Regions from separate parts of the Rattus norvegicus genome. Here region 2 is linked to region 1. Evidence: chromatin contacts called from public HiChIP or PLAC-seq data. All regions are on one chromosome and are shown on one strand. Each heading gives the region's core, a stretch centred on a gene start, on an enhancer-like site or on the middle of the called end of the contact. The rest is flanking DNA. Distances are from core to core; before and after follow the strand shown.

Region 1 (6,790 bases), core at 2,200-4,699:
AACTGAATTGAGTGTGGTAAAGTAGGTACTGTGATCCTGTAGCCTCGTGTATGGGTTAAAGACAGGCATGACCCCCACATGACCACTGGAATACAGTTTGATAATCTGATGCTGTGGGCCCGAAAGAGTCTAGGTTCTGGCACTGGCTCAGACTGAGGCTCATCTGGAACAGGCCGCTGTGGCTCCTTGGTAATTTGGGGCCGTGTCCAAACTTTGGGGTCTCAATCTCAGCATTCATGTAGACTTGATTTCCCATGTTACATAGAACAGATCTCAAATCAGCATGGCTTGATCCACCTAAATTTGAGGCTGGAGTGGGAGAGGGCCTGAGAAGGTAAGAGGGCATGTCACCAAGCCCACACAATCCCTCCTACATAGTGAGACAACATGGTGGGGAATCCTACTGTCTTACCAGAAACACACCAACAAGAACTCAAATCAAGGACAGGGCAAGTGTAGAAATGATCTGACTCCTGATACATATGTTGACTTCCCCATAGATCTTATGCTTGTTCGATTCTCTTTTTGTGGCAACAAAATACTTGATCAAACCAATATAAGCATAGAGAAGGGCGGGGCAGCAGACGTCACTTGAGGCAGCAGGTCACATGGCCCTCAGAGTCAGAAAGGCAGAAAGGGAGAGGGCTGCTCAGTTTGCTCTCTTTATACTGTAGCCCATAGATGACGCCACCCACATTTAGGTTGAGTCTCCACATTCCAATGTACTGTATCTAAAAGTCTCCTACAGAAATGCCTACAAGCTTGTTTCTCAGCCCTATCAGGGTGACATCATAGATCCCAGCAGAAGTAGCTAGAATAAGTCTTGAATTACAAATTCTAGCAATTCATGACACAGACTCAGTTCAGGGTTGGGTACCCTCCTGGAGAAAGGTTGCTTACCCAGCAAAGTTTCCTACTCTCCACAGTCAGAGAAAGGATGGCACTGTGAGAATTTTACCAGTTACACGTCAGTCACTGGCCCTTGGTTACCTGCCTGTGAATTACAGTTTATGCTCATGAGCTTATGGGCTGAGGAAGCAGGGCCTGTCAAGCAAGAGTGTCAAGTGTCCTCCACAGCTGTGTGCTTTGAACCCTTATTCTCCAGTTGATGGTGATACTTTGGAAGCCACGGAACTTTTGGGAAGTGGGGGCTTAGGGATAGATATAGGTCCTTTGGGGACAGGAAAATTGCCTCAGAAGTTAATAGTCGAGCCAACCCCAGGTTCTGGTCTTGTTTTCTCTACTGCCCAGTAAGACATGATGTGTACTATCTCAGCCATACACTCTACCCTGTCTTTCCTGTTGTGATTGACATGAGCTAAAATAAATCCCTCCTCCTCAAAGTTGTTTCTGTCAGGCATTCTGGTCATACCCATGGGACATAACCTAGCACACGATCCCTTGGCACCTGCAGGTGACACAAAAAGATTGGGCAGATTTTCACCTCCCAGCCGTCCTCAATGTCAACTCTATGAAGTCACCTCAGTTGATGCAGACACAGTGATAATCCCAGTGAATTGAGGAAAGGGAAAAGGATCAAGTGTGAGACCGTTTCCCAGATGGAGAGTGAAGCATGCTGATGACAGTGGTTTGCCCATCATCTGCTCCCTGCACTCCCTGTTTGCTGGGCTGTACCTTGCCTTGGCTGGTTTTCTGTGCTGCGGGGAACCTCCCTTTAGCCTCGCAACCGTCCAGGGTGTGAGCAGGCAGGGTCAGTGCAGCTTGTTCTGTTATGTGGATTAGGTAATGGCATTCTAAAAGTTGTTAAATGAGTCACTGAAGCAACTCTCTCAAAGAGGCTTTAAAACACACACACACACACACACACACACACACACACACACAGTGTACCTACTTGGTCTTTTTCTCAATCCTAAAACACCGTTTCCCTGTTATTATTCTGGACCACCTTTTGCTTTCTGGAAGGAACTATTTCCTTCTCTAAGATCCCCCTTCTACACCCAAGGTGCACACAATGGCTCCAATTTTCTTCTCAGTCCCCATCCCTGCAATCCTGTTTGCTTTTCTCCTACAGAAGGGCACTCTTTCCCTCTGCTGCTCCTTGACTGACCCTGGAGTCTGTTCTTTCTTATCTATTATCAGCCTGCCTAACCCCTGCTTGGCTGGGTCACCTAATTTCCCTTCTACCTCCTGGTCTTATTATTAGTCTTGCTCCAGAAACCCACAGCCCTGCCATCATAACAAAGGACGTGTGCGCTTGTGAGGACCACTTTGCAAACTGATTTAGTCGGAGAAGGGCACCTTGCTGCATACTAATAATGCTCTAATCACATGTTCCTGACGTGGTTCCACAGGGAGAGCTGAGAGCAGTCTGTGCTGCATCCCAGTGTGACTGAAGAAGCCTGGGCTGAAGGAAGCAAGGGCCATGAAACATGTGCTAGCACCAAGAAAATCATAATATTTGATATTATACCAGAAAAGATAACCACTTTCAAGAAGCCAAAGGAACCTACTTGAATATAGATCACCGCACAGTGAACTGGATGCTTCTCTTTGTGGTCTGATAATAGTCTTTCTGGTAAGGACTTGTTTGAACATGACCTGGGCTTTGGAGAACTGGCTCACCCTCTGATGGCATGTGTATGTCACAATGGATGTGTGAGCATTCTCACAAATACAGTGATTGATCTCAACTGTGAACTCTACTCACAGCACAGCATGCTCAGTCTAGTTTTGTTTGGGGTGCTCTGTACCCTATTTTCTTGGTTCTGCCTGTGAACAGCGTTCAGGGCCTGCTTCAGGCCTTCTATCAGAAGAAGGACACAACAGACCCGGATGGAAGTCTTAAATCTGTCTAGAGAAGATGTTATTTCCCATTTTGCTCAAGACATACCTTGAGCCTAAAACAATAGACATAGAAATACCTTTTAGTCACTGGGCCCTGTCTACAAATTCATCAGCTCTTAAGAAAACATGTAAACACACACACACACACACACACAGACACACACAGAGAGAGAGAGAGACAGAGAGACAGAGAGAGAGAGAGAGAGAGAGAGACAGAGACAGAGACAGAGACAGAGACAGAGAGAGAGTTGAAAACAACCCACATATCTAACAAAAGACTAAACATAGACTTGTAATTTATCACATGAGGGGCAATTTGGGGAATCACAGCAAAAAGCTACACAAGGCAGTAAGTGGCTGAACAACACCGAAGGCCCCCCCACTTAGAGCAGAGCTTACCTAACTTGTCTGTGTAGCCCAGCCCAACACTGGCTAATTTATGAAGGTACACTTAGGGGTGTAGAGTATAAGAAACCCAGGTGGTGGCTCTTATTAATGATATCATAAAGAGGACCAGAGAGGAACTGCATGATCAAATTCCAGATCAGGTTCTGGGGTTACAGGGTCAGGACAGAGTAATCTCGGCTCTGAAGCCAGTATCGGTTCCAACTGCCTGGATACATTTGGAGATGGCTCCAGTGGGGGCGGGGATGGCTTTGCAAACCTCCTTTGCCAGGAGCTTACTGCAGCAAACCTCTTCTGCCCTGGCACTGCAGCGCCAATAGGATCGGGGAGCTGAACTCAGGCCACTGAGTTCGAAGACATTGTGGCGATGAGAGTAAAAGGGGACATCTCAGATATTGAATCCCAGTGTCACAAAGTACTACAGCTCAGAGCAGTTCAAGGTGAAGAAGCCAGCCCACCCTGCAGAGCACAACCACCTTTGTCCTTCACAGGCCTGCCTCCCACCTGAGGCAGAAATGAATGACCCTGACCTCAGCTCCAACCCATCAGCGCAGTGCACACAGCTTGAGTGGGGTACCCGTGGCCACCATGGGTGATTGTGCTCATGGCCTAACTGCTCCCTGGCAGGGCAGCAGGGCGGCAGGGCGTAGGACCTGACAGTGCGGGCCTTTTCTCCCTCTTCCACTAGCAGCCAGTGGGCGGGCTTGCTCAGCCAGCTGCCATGGCAACGGGAAGATGGCTCTGTGGTGCCCAGAACAGATGTCACATGGGCTGCTGTGCTTGTGTTGGGGGTGGGGAGCTTGGTGGGGGCACCAGGGGAGGGGCTGCGCCTTTGGAGTTAAATGGTCCCACCAGAGGGAGTAAGTCACATTTGGAAGGGAGTGCGGAGCGGTAGAATCTATTTTCTTTCTTGTCCCTGTCCTTTAAGTGCTAAACATACATGCACAAACACAAATGGCCTTTCATCTCTGCTCCTGAGGTGCTGGAGGCTCACAGCTTTCTGGGCGGACATGAAAGCTGTTATCTCTCCAAGCCTCAAATGAACATCCCCTCCGTGGCCCAACCTTGAGCAGGCAGCCCTCTGTTGTCTTTAAGGGACTGGCCAGGAGGCTCCATTTGGGTGAGTCCAAGGAACCTAGAATCATGCAGAGCAGAGACCAATCAAGGGGAAATTGAAAGGCAAACACACTGGGTTCTGTGGGCAACGACAAACCCAGCTCCAGGCTTCACAGGCTTGCCACTGAAATGAAAGAGTCCCTATGTCCCCTTCCTCCTCCCCGTGGGGTCTCTGATCGTATCATGCCAAAGGCCATTTTATACAGACTAAACTGGGGCAAGGCTTATAAATCTACCTGTCTGAACCCACAGGCTCTTTGTCCCTGAAATAGATCTATCCTAGTCGAACTGCTGTGTTTAGAAATTTCCACTACTTTCCATTTCTCCCACACAGAACTGATAGATATGTGTACATTAATATGATACATCCATATTCATTGGTAAGATAAGATATTATGTGAATACCAGGAAAATGCCAGGCATCGGTGGCCTATTTTCCTCTCTGCTTCTAGCCCAAAGCTGAGACTCCAACTTCAGACCATGGGAACTTGGAGACAAGGGGGAGAAGGTATAGGTGCTATCTTAATCAGATGCACGACAGTCATTGCATGTGTGGGAGGATGGGAAAATGCTACATGTAGTTATTTTGCACTGGGGTTTAATTCACAGGACCAGCATGCACAGAGCGGCTGCTTTGTGCCAAGGAATGCCACAGGGAGGAGGGGGAGGCAAGCAAAGCCAAGAAGATCTCATTCATCACCAAGAGGCAGAAACAGCACAGAAACTCTTATAATGGGTCTGATGAAGTGAGTGCTGCAAGCAAAGCATTATGGGAATGTGGAGAGAGGCAGGCTCTGAGAGAGGTGCCCTGGGGTGTGAAGAGACAAGCAGGAAGAATCTGGCATTGACAGCACCTGCTCTGTGACAGACATGTTATATACACAGCACACCGGATGGATCATAGAACTCCCTCAGAGGCAGTCGCTGTTTTTATGTCTTTTTTTTTTTTTTAAAAAAAAGTCAGGAAACCCAAGCTTAGAGTGGTTTACAATCCAAGGTCATTCATCAAGGACACGGCCATGCTGCCCTGTGTTTCTGCCTATAGACTGACAGAAGACGCAGCCCAGCACAGAATGCAGCTGCAAATGTATCTATCATTTTCTGATCTTCACCTAAGCAACAAGGGTCAAAGATCGTGGGTCTCAAACAGTCCCTGAAGCTTTCCTAACACACGTAAACGCATAGCAATTACAATAAAAAGAATCGCTCGTCTGAATGTAGCCCAGAATCTCCTCATGGATCACAATGGGTACTACTGGGACCTTTCCGTGCCCTTGAAAGATGAGTAGGGGTGGCCCCACAAACTGTATTAATTCATTTGAGCATCACCCTATGTTACTAGGGTTTTTTGTGTCTATACCTTCATTAAAATGACACATCTCCCAAGCCCTGCTAAGATTGCTGTATTTTATCAACAATCTGGCCTGCACCTGAGGTCCTAGGGCATTTGTGGTTCACCTGAATGAAAAGCATTCATCAAGAGTCAAAGGTTGCCTGACCGTGCCCCGGTCTGCGCAGCTCTAGGGAGCTGCCACTACAAGCCAAAGTCCCCTACGGAAGACTAGCTTCCTTGACACTGCAGTGAAAGTATACAGCCACCGGGGGGCAGTAACACAAACCAAATTTGTTTCCTTCAGGCCTGAATGTGGATGTGCCCAGTTTAATGCGTAAAGCCCATTATTACGAGCTTTTTCTCTCCCCACCCCCTATTAATGAACAAATGCCCAGGGGTAATGCAGAGATTTCTAAATACAGTGCAAGAAAGGGCAATCTGCACTCATACGCAGGGAGTCTAACATGCAGTAATAAGTGGAAATGAAAATAATCAAGATGCAAGCGAGCCATTAGGCTAAAGAGCTAGCCCTCTGTCTGGCTACAAACACAGAAATGCAGATGCCTGGCTCGCAGAAACGGGCATTTTAAAAATATTTATTTCACAAGTTCCTATTTAGAGTTCATAATACTATCCATAATTACAAGCTCCAAGCTCCAAGAGGGGTCTAGCAGGAATTCCATATCTAGTGCGGAGCACAGAGAGGGATGGTTCTCTTAGCCTAAGGTAAATGCATGAATTATTCAGGAACTTCCACAGGCATTTTAAATCATAACTTTGTGCTGTAAACAATAGCGCACGTTAAAAAAAAAAAAGGTAAAAGATGAAGACCTGTCTAATCCCCAAACCATAAAACAGCTTCTGACACCCAATCTGCACAGTCTCCCAATGGCTGTGGTGGCTTTCCATAGGAATCCTTTGGCGTGCTTACAGGGTTTTAAACACGGCAGCAGAGAGAATATAATAACACAGAACCCACTTATTCCCTGGGAACAAAGAATCCGGAATGGTCCTGCCATTTTCGTGACAAAGGGGAGATTACACACGCAGTCCTTTCTTTTAAGTTGTTTGGAATTCCAGGCCTGTGAGAAAGATGACAAGACCACTGCTAGCAGCCTTGTCTCCGGA
Region 2 (7,371 bases), core at 3,829-6,328, 400 kb after region 1:
TTTTTTTTTCAGGGCTAATGCACTGATTTTATAATTTATTGTGCGTGGTGGCTGCCTCTAAATGAAATTCACTGAAGGCCTTGTCCGGTTCATATTAACACAATATCTGGCACATGAATATGATCATGAGATCGCCCACCCCTCTGTCCCCTTCTGTGCATATAAACAGTTTCATGTTCCTGTTAGACACGAGCCAGGCTTTTCTAGCCCTAAAGTGTGTTGAATGTTATAACTCTGCACAAAGACGAAAAGAAAAACAAGCGATTGCTTACCCCCCCAAAAAAATATTCTCCAGTGCAAACACAATCTGACACATGTTAAAAATTGCCCGAAGCACTGGTGAGTTATGGTTCCTCTCCCGAGGCAGATAATTCATTAGGAAATAATCTCATGCCCTGTGTAGCAATTGAACAAAAATATTTATTTGTGGTACTATCAGATGATAAGGAGAACAGGGCTTCTTTGGAGGCAAGGGGGAGGGGAAGCCTTCAGTCGCTGCCCACCATAAGCATTGCAAATGAATCATTAGGCTTCATCCTGCAATCTAGGTCAGGATGGAGCGATGGGACACGGGATGGCTTTTAAATCTGCTGTAGGCTCCAGTCAACCTGCTTAGAAGGCACAGGAGGCCCAGTTACACTGGACTGGAACATTCCAAGGGGACTGGAGGGACTCTCACCTGCTGTAGGGACCATTACCTGACCCACAGAGTCATCAAAACTAAAGAAGGCTGTGCATTTAAATTTACATTTAAACACACATAGACTTTCAGCTTTCCTTGTGCTTTTTTAAGACCTGAGCAGGATTTGCCAGACAGATCTTTAAAAGAGAGATGCTATCTTCCTGCCTACTGGCTGGAACCAGCTCCTACACCCAGGGTGTGGACAAGGACTTTGCAAATCACCTCCCCATGTTGCTGCAAAAGAAGATGGGGGGGGGTGTCCTCCAGCAAGCCATGGTTTATTTGGCTTTTGGCTTTCTCTAAAGATTAGAGAAGTTGTATACTATTAATAAATCCTCAAATAAAACAGAAACAAAATAAATTGACTGATGACTGCCATCTGGTAAACTAAACTTGTACCCAAGACCCTTGTCAAGGGCCTTATTCTTCCCTCAAAATGAGTATGGAGGGTGCTAATTCCAGGAGTTTTGTGGGTCCTTCCTCAAAAGGGTTTGTGCCAGCTTTAATGTGATTGCTTCCTGAACATGTTAGAGACTTAGTGCACTGGATCAAAGTCCCTGAACTGTCCCCAGGTTCTTTTCCCTCTACACATGAGAGCTGGCTCTGTGTATTTTTCTAAACATGTCCCAAAATACAACTAACACTAGAGAGATGTGCATAGGAACATCTGAATCTTAAAAATTTACTCTAAGCAAAATGAACCGAATGAAACTGACAACAGGCTACTTCTTTTAGCCTTCTGTAAATGTTTTTATTTGCTTGTTTTAATTGTCACACCACAACTGTGCCTATTCATGGGGTGGCCTATGGTAATTCAACATGCATTCACAATGGGCAACTCTCAATTCAGAGTAATTAGCAATTCCAGGTCCTCGGGATTTTATCATTTCTATATGAAAACCTCCATGCTCTTCTTTGCCAGTTATGTTGAAAAATAGCATACGTTGCTTTAGATTAATGTTACCCAAGCTGTTTACTTCCTTTATTTGACAAAAATCATAAGGAAAAAATTTTAAAATGCAAATATGATATAGGAGAAAATATACAACGACAACAACCAAAATTACCCAGGTTTTGTCCTAAACCTCTGAACTTACTAGGAATCAACTTCAAGGTTCTAGAAGGGATTTTTCCATCTCTCTGGACCTTGCTTTTTTCTTTTATGTGCATCAGAAGGAGTTAAGCAGCTCCTGAGATCTATCATTAGCAGTCCAAATGCCACCTCCAAATTTGTTTTCTGCTGTGTTTTGCTTTTGGAAAGACAAGGTAACTGCAGAAGTATCTGCGGTTATTTCCAAAGATGTGAACTGACGTTCACAGAAAGCGAGCACTTCTGAATCTGCTGAAATTGATATAAAACTTGCAAATGAGGGAGGCTCACTGTAAAAATGATCCTCCAGAATAGAGTTGAATGACTTTGGATGGAGATTTTATAAACCTCGAAGCAGTCTCTCTCTCTCTCTCTCTCTCTCTCTCTCTCTCTCTCTCTCTCTCTCTCTCTCTCTCTCTCTCTCTCTCCCTCTCTCCCTCTCTCCCCGTCCCTCAACATTACTGGAAAGGCCTGAAGAAAACCGGTATCAGACAAACAGACAGATAAGTAAGAACAAACTTAGCTTATTTGTCTGAATATTTCACTAGGGATGGGAGTTTTGTATTCTGAAACTAGAAGGCGATGATAGAATATTCTATTTCAGGACATTTTTTTAAGCCATTTAAAAGATTTCTGCCGCAGGATAAAGGACTCGTCCTGAATGCAAACAACAAGCAAAGAGTGTGCTAGAGGCTCCGCCATCATATTAAAAATTAAACCCGCTGCATTTCATAATGGGCTCTCTCTCTCTCTCTCTCTCTCTCTCTCTCTCTCTCTCTCTCTCTGTGTGTGTGTGTGTGTGTGTGTGTGTGTGTGTGTGTGTGTGTGTGTGTGTGTGTGTACAGCTCCCATCTTTCCTCTCACCGTGGTGAAAATCGTACTCAGACGCTGTTCTTCATGTTTAACACGGGAGCATCAGCTGAGGAAGGTCAGAACCCTGCTTTTCTAAAAAGGGAACCACAAATGTCACTGACACATGCCACGGCTTGGCAGATAATATATTTCTTTCCAATCTCCTGCCCCTTCCGTTTCCCCACCCTCATGCGTGTGCCCAGCTGAAGGGCACCTCTCAGTCTTCCTTCCTTCCTACGGTGGGACCAGCAGGAGGCACGCCATTCACAATGAATTCAAAAGTACTCCCCTTTTGATTTCTGTTGTCTTTATTTTAACCTCAAGAAGGGGGAGAGATTTAACTCAGTCTTCACCCCAGGCTACGCTAATACTTAGGTCATGTCTGAGCTCTCTGGGGAAGCCCGGCTTTATCCCATCCGAGGGGCAATGGTGTCTTTTCAGTGGAGCTGTACAGCTGTCCAGCCATATGGGCCCCAAACAGCCCAGTCAATCCGATTTGGGGAGGTTTTACAATGTAATTTCTTAACGTGTTAGTATTTGGGGTGAGTTTGATCAGGCGCATGGACAGCCCTTAAGCCCAAGGGTTTAGGTTTTAAGAAGCCATTACAAATGGCCCAGCATCCATCCGCTCAGACTGGTTAAAAACAGATATGAAATCTGTGGCTGGGGGAGGGGCGAGGACTCCTGACCCCCTGGTCGGAGAAAGTCCCAGGGGTACGCTCTAACTATTAATTCAGCATCAGCTGCCGTATCTAAGCCCCCCCCCCCACCTCTCCTTTTCTTTTTTAACCCTGGTTCTCATCATTTAAGGCGTTCCCACTCCGGCCCGCGGAGCCTGTTACAAAACCAGGTCTCCGCTCCCCCACTCCACCCCCACTCCACCCCCACCCCACCCCCGCGCGCGCGCGCGCCCCACGCAGCAAGATGAGAGAGCCAGCATCCCGCAATGCCGCAACTGCGCAGGAGACTTGCATTGAAACCGTCCTCAAGCTGAACAAAACCAGGCCTCTCTGACAATCTAGCAAAGGACAGTAGCCTCTATGCACCATTGCTCTTCAGTCAAAACCGACTGGACCTCAAGTCACAGCCCCGTCCTTCCCTGGTGCAGGGGTTCGAAACTGTCTGCCAAGGAATGCTTTGTAAACAGAACATAGAATAGCCCTAAATCTAAAAACCTTGATCAAAATGGTGGGAAGTAAGACCAAGTCATCACTTACAGGGTGGTGCGAATTGGTGGAGACTATTATAAAGTGGTCAGTATTCCCAGAAAGATCGCCTAGTGGGGACCTTTGCCAACTAGCTACATTATTTTTTATTAAAATCTGTTGCAAGGATGTTTTAGTTCTCACTCACCCACCCCCCAAGATTCTCAATTCTAGAAATTTACAAAAACTGCTTATTTCCTAAGTTTCTAACCACACATTGTTGAAGGGGGAAAAAAAATAAAGCAAATGAGGGAGGTTTTGTTACAGCCATTCTTCTGTTGGGGCCCTTACCTAACAGTTGACAGAAATAGCAATGGCCTTGCATCCAGGGGGAGGGGGCATCCCCGGAGATCCATCCCGGCTAGGTAGATGCCTCGGCCACCACCCCCTGCACTGGCCATTGACATCTACAACACTTAAGGCTGCTTTTAGCTGTCCGAGTTTGTGAATTTGTTCTCCCCACGTCTACATGTCTTGAATTCAACATAGCCCAAGAAACAGTTCGGGGTTTTTGTTTGTTTGTTTCTTTTTTCTTTTAAGTCATCAAAGAAAAGCAGGCGTAGGGAAAGCAGATGGGCCTGCGTGTGCTGGTCGGAGCTGCCTCGCGGCTGCCGCAATAACCCTTTGGGAAGACAGATTTCTCATCGCAGGCGCGGGGGCTCGAATGGGGGAAGGTCTTTTCGGTTCGCTCTTATGGGGACATTCATTCTGGGTCCTTCTTTAAGCCACAGCTAACTCTGTGCTCTTGGAAAGAAAAAAAAAAAAAAAAACAGTTACACAGCCGCACAACTACAACAAAAGGCGCCTCCCCGAAGTGGCTCTCCACGTCCGCAGGACGGGTGGCTGGACGTGTAGACGCACTTTTGTGCCTCTGTAATCTCGGACGTCCATCTGGCCCCGGCGGGCGAGGGCGGGCGGGAGGGCGCGGGCAGGGGAGGAGCGCGCGCACGCAACTAGAGGCGCGAGCACGCGCGCCCGCTCTCCTTCACTTTCACCTTGACTGCGGGGGGGGGGGAGGTTGGGGGGGACGACAAGAGACTATGGTTCTCCATCCCCCCACCTTCCGCCATTCGTCTTCCCACCCCCAGCACTGTCCTGCCCAGACGCCAGCCTAGGGAGGGGTGAGGAGGAGGCTGCACTGGCGCTCGGGTCGCCGCACCGCCCCGCAGCCGCGCGCTCTCCGCAGTGACAGCAACCGCAACTGCAGCAGCACCCAGCTCCATCCTCACCAGCCTGGACCGAGCCCTAGCCCGGCAGTTCCGGCTGAGGACCAGAAGCAGAAGGTGTGCAGGTGCCCCGAGCCCCCACTCCATTGACCGAAGCGCAAGAAACCCGGAGTGGGCTAGATGCGGTACTGCACCAAGGGGACTGAGAAAAAGAGGACTGGAAAACATGAAGCGATTCAGACGGGGTAGGATTGAGCCTCAGAGTCCGCACAGAGGACTTTGGCAGGGCCTGGGGCAGCAAGGGTGGCTTCAAGGAATCGGAGGGTTCTGACCACTGCAGATGCGGCTCATGTGGGTGCGGCGAAAGCACCCACTTCTCCCAGGATCTAAACGGATAAACGGAAGCGAGTGTAAGTGTGGGGGTGCGAATCGCCACCTCCGGCCTTGGCTTTCCCGTTCCTGAGAGCACCCCCACTTCTCACTTTCCCAAAATCCGCATTTTTCTTGGCACAGCCCTCCCGAACACCGAGCTAAGAGAGGGAGGTGCCCGGGGGCAGTGAGAGTGACGTGTGCTGGTGCAGAGGGGGGTGGGGGGCTGCGGGCTGGGCTCTGTGGACCGACTCCTAATCCTCTTGTTTTCGGAACCGTCAGCAGATGTGGCTTCTCTTAGCTGAATAATCCGTTAAAGGAATAATAATTTTTAAAAAGGACTTCGGCCTCACCCAACGAGGACAGTGAAGGAGATCAGCGCCTGGTAAGACTAAAAGAAAAGGCACTAAATTCTCTGCGTCCCTCTCTCTGTCTTCCTCTCAATCCCCTCACCCCCTCCCCCTCTCTCCTCCCCCCCTTCTCCCCCATCCCCTGCAATCCGCACTCGACGCGAGTTCACGCGCAGGGCTGGATTTCCAGGCTGCACTGCAACTTCTCAGCGCGTTATTATTATTCATCTGAGGGTGCAGCCTCTGCAACCTTCGCCTCCTGCGCTAGCATCCTTTCCCCTCGGCCACGGCCACCAGCAGTGCAGTTTCTTCTGCACGCAAGCTCTGGTTCACCAAAGGAGGATTCTGGTTTTTTGCTATTTTTGTTTTGTTTTGGTTTGGTTTTGGTTTTTGGTTTGGTTTGGTTTTTGGTTTTATGTCTTAGTTCTCTTCAGGGTCATCGCCAGGATGCTGGGTTTAACCGTTAGCTTTTCCTCCGGCCAGGTGGAGCAACCACCAGTGCCGGCTGGCAGCAAAAGCCAAGGAAGCGCTTGGGGCTTGGCCAGGGAGGCCGCTCCCTGCTTGCGGGGCTGCCTTTAGCCTCCACTACTCTTCCGCATCCATCTGCCTGTATATTATCCCCATCCCTTTTTATTCCAATAGATCTGCCGTTGGTTTGGACTGGCTGAGACGCTGCGGGCTGCAACCAGTGTCTTTTAAGGGAGAACAAAAAGATGAGGATCTTGTGCGGGGCTCCGGGACAAAGCGTCTTGGGCCCGGTGACAAGGGTCACGCGGAACTCTGGCTCCCGGACTGAAGAGATCAACGCTGCCCAACGGTACCCAGCAGGACCTGCGGACCTCTGAGGGTATGTGGACTCAATTTTATTGATTTTTGTGGCATGCTTTAAGAGGGTCAGTGTTAGATAAAGACTGTGTCCCCCAACCCTATGGGGTGGGTGGGAAGCTGAGCGGAACCGATCCAGTTGGATTTAATTTGTCCTATATGCCCTCTACCTGGTCTTTTTGAGCCTTCTGGACGGAGAATGAGGAAGGCTTAGAAAAGAGAAGCAGTGGGGGTCTGCCTGAAAGGCTAAGGCACTAGTGGGGAGTGGGATGGGCCGGGGGAGGAGGGGGCGGCTGTGGTTTAGAAAGCATCTTCCTCACTCTGGTGCACTGGGTGGGTTTGCTCAGAGAATGGCAACGTGGGTGTCGAAAGCAGTCTTGAGAAATTGATATGTACACGCATAAGGTGACTGGACTTGTGTGTAAACAGAGTGGTGGAGAGAAGAGAGGGAGGGGTCTTAAAATAATGTTTTATTGTCCCAAAGGGTTTGAGGATCTCTCCCCCATCCCATCTAGCTACCTTCTATAGGGGTGACCTTTTAAATCTACGCCCACCCTTTACCGCTGTAAAACCGGTTGACGGGTGGGGTGGGGAACGAGTAGGGGCTCTCTCTCTCTCTCTCTCTCTCTCTCTCTCTCTCTCTCTCTCTCTCTCTCTCTCTCTCTCCCCTCCCTCCCCCTTCCCAGTCTCCCTCCTCCCTCTGTCTCCCCCTCCCTCTCCCTTCACTCCTCCCTCCCTCGCTCTCCTTTCGCTCCCCCTCCTTCTTCGTCCCTCCCTGCTGCATTTTGCATGAGCTATCTAGGTCATTAGCATTTTAGCGTATGCAAGACTT

What was found. HiChIP or PLAC-seq counts read pairs in DNA pulled down with a chosen protein or histone mark.
Region 2: an H3K27ac HiChIP or PLAC-seq map of oligodendrocytes shows a contact between it and region 1, with 15 times the contacts expected there. The contact joins two enhancer-like sites. A contact is called at or near these places in 1 of 12 Hi-C or Micro-C datasets (frontal cortex) and 1 of 1 datasets of contacts at active chromatin or transcription factors (oligodendrocytes).

The regions. Positions count from the first base shown.
Region 1 is chr15:42,610,997-42,617,786 of GRCr8, forward strand. All of the region lies in intron 5 of Msra (methionine sulfoxide reductase A), which reads right to left. Among named protein-coding and RNA genes, the nearest start is that of Prss52, 94 kb to the left of the region's middle. Within about 2 kb of position 3,450, at least 53 of the 93 cell types and tissues checked have an H3K27ac peak or open chromatin away from gene starts, as enhancers often do.
Region 2 is chr15:43,009,558-43,016,928 of GRCr8, forward strand. LOC102554677 (a long non-coding RNA gene) reads left to right here. Exons shown (of 5, transcript XR_010057932.1): 2 at 4,918-5,749; 3 at 6,357-6,561. Among named protein-coding and RNA genes, the nearest start is that of Mir124-1, 4.6 kb to the right of the region's middle. Within about 2 kb of position 5,079, at least 34 of the 93 cell types and tissues checked have an H3K27ac peak or open chromatin away from gene starts, as enhancers often do.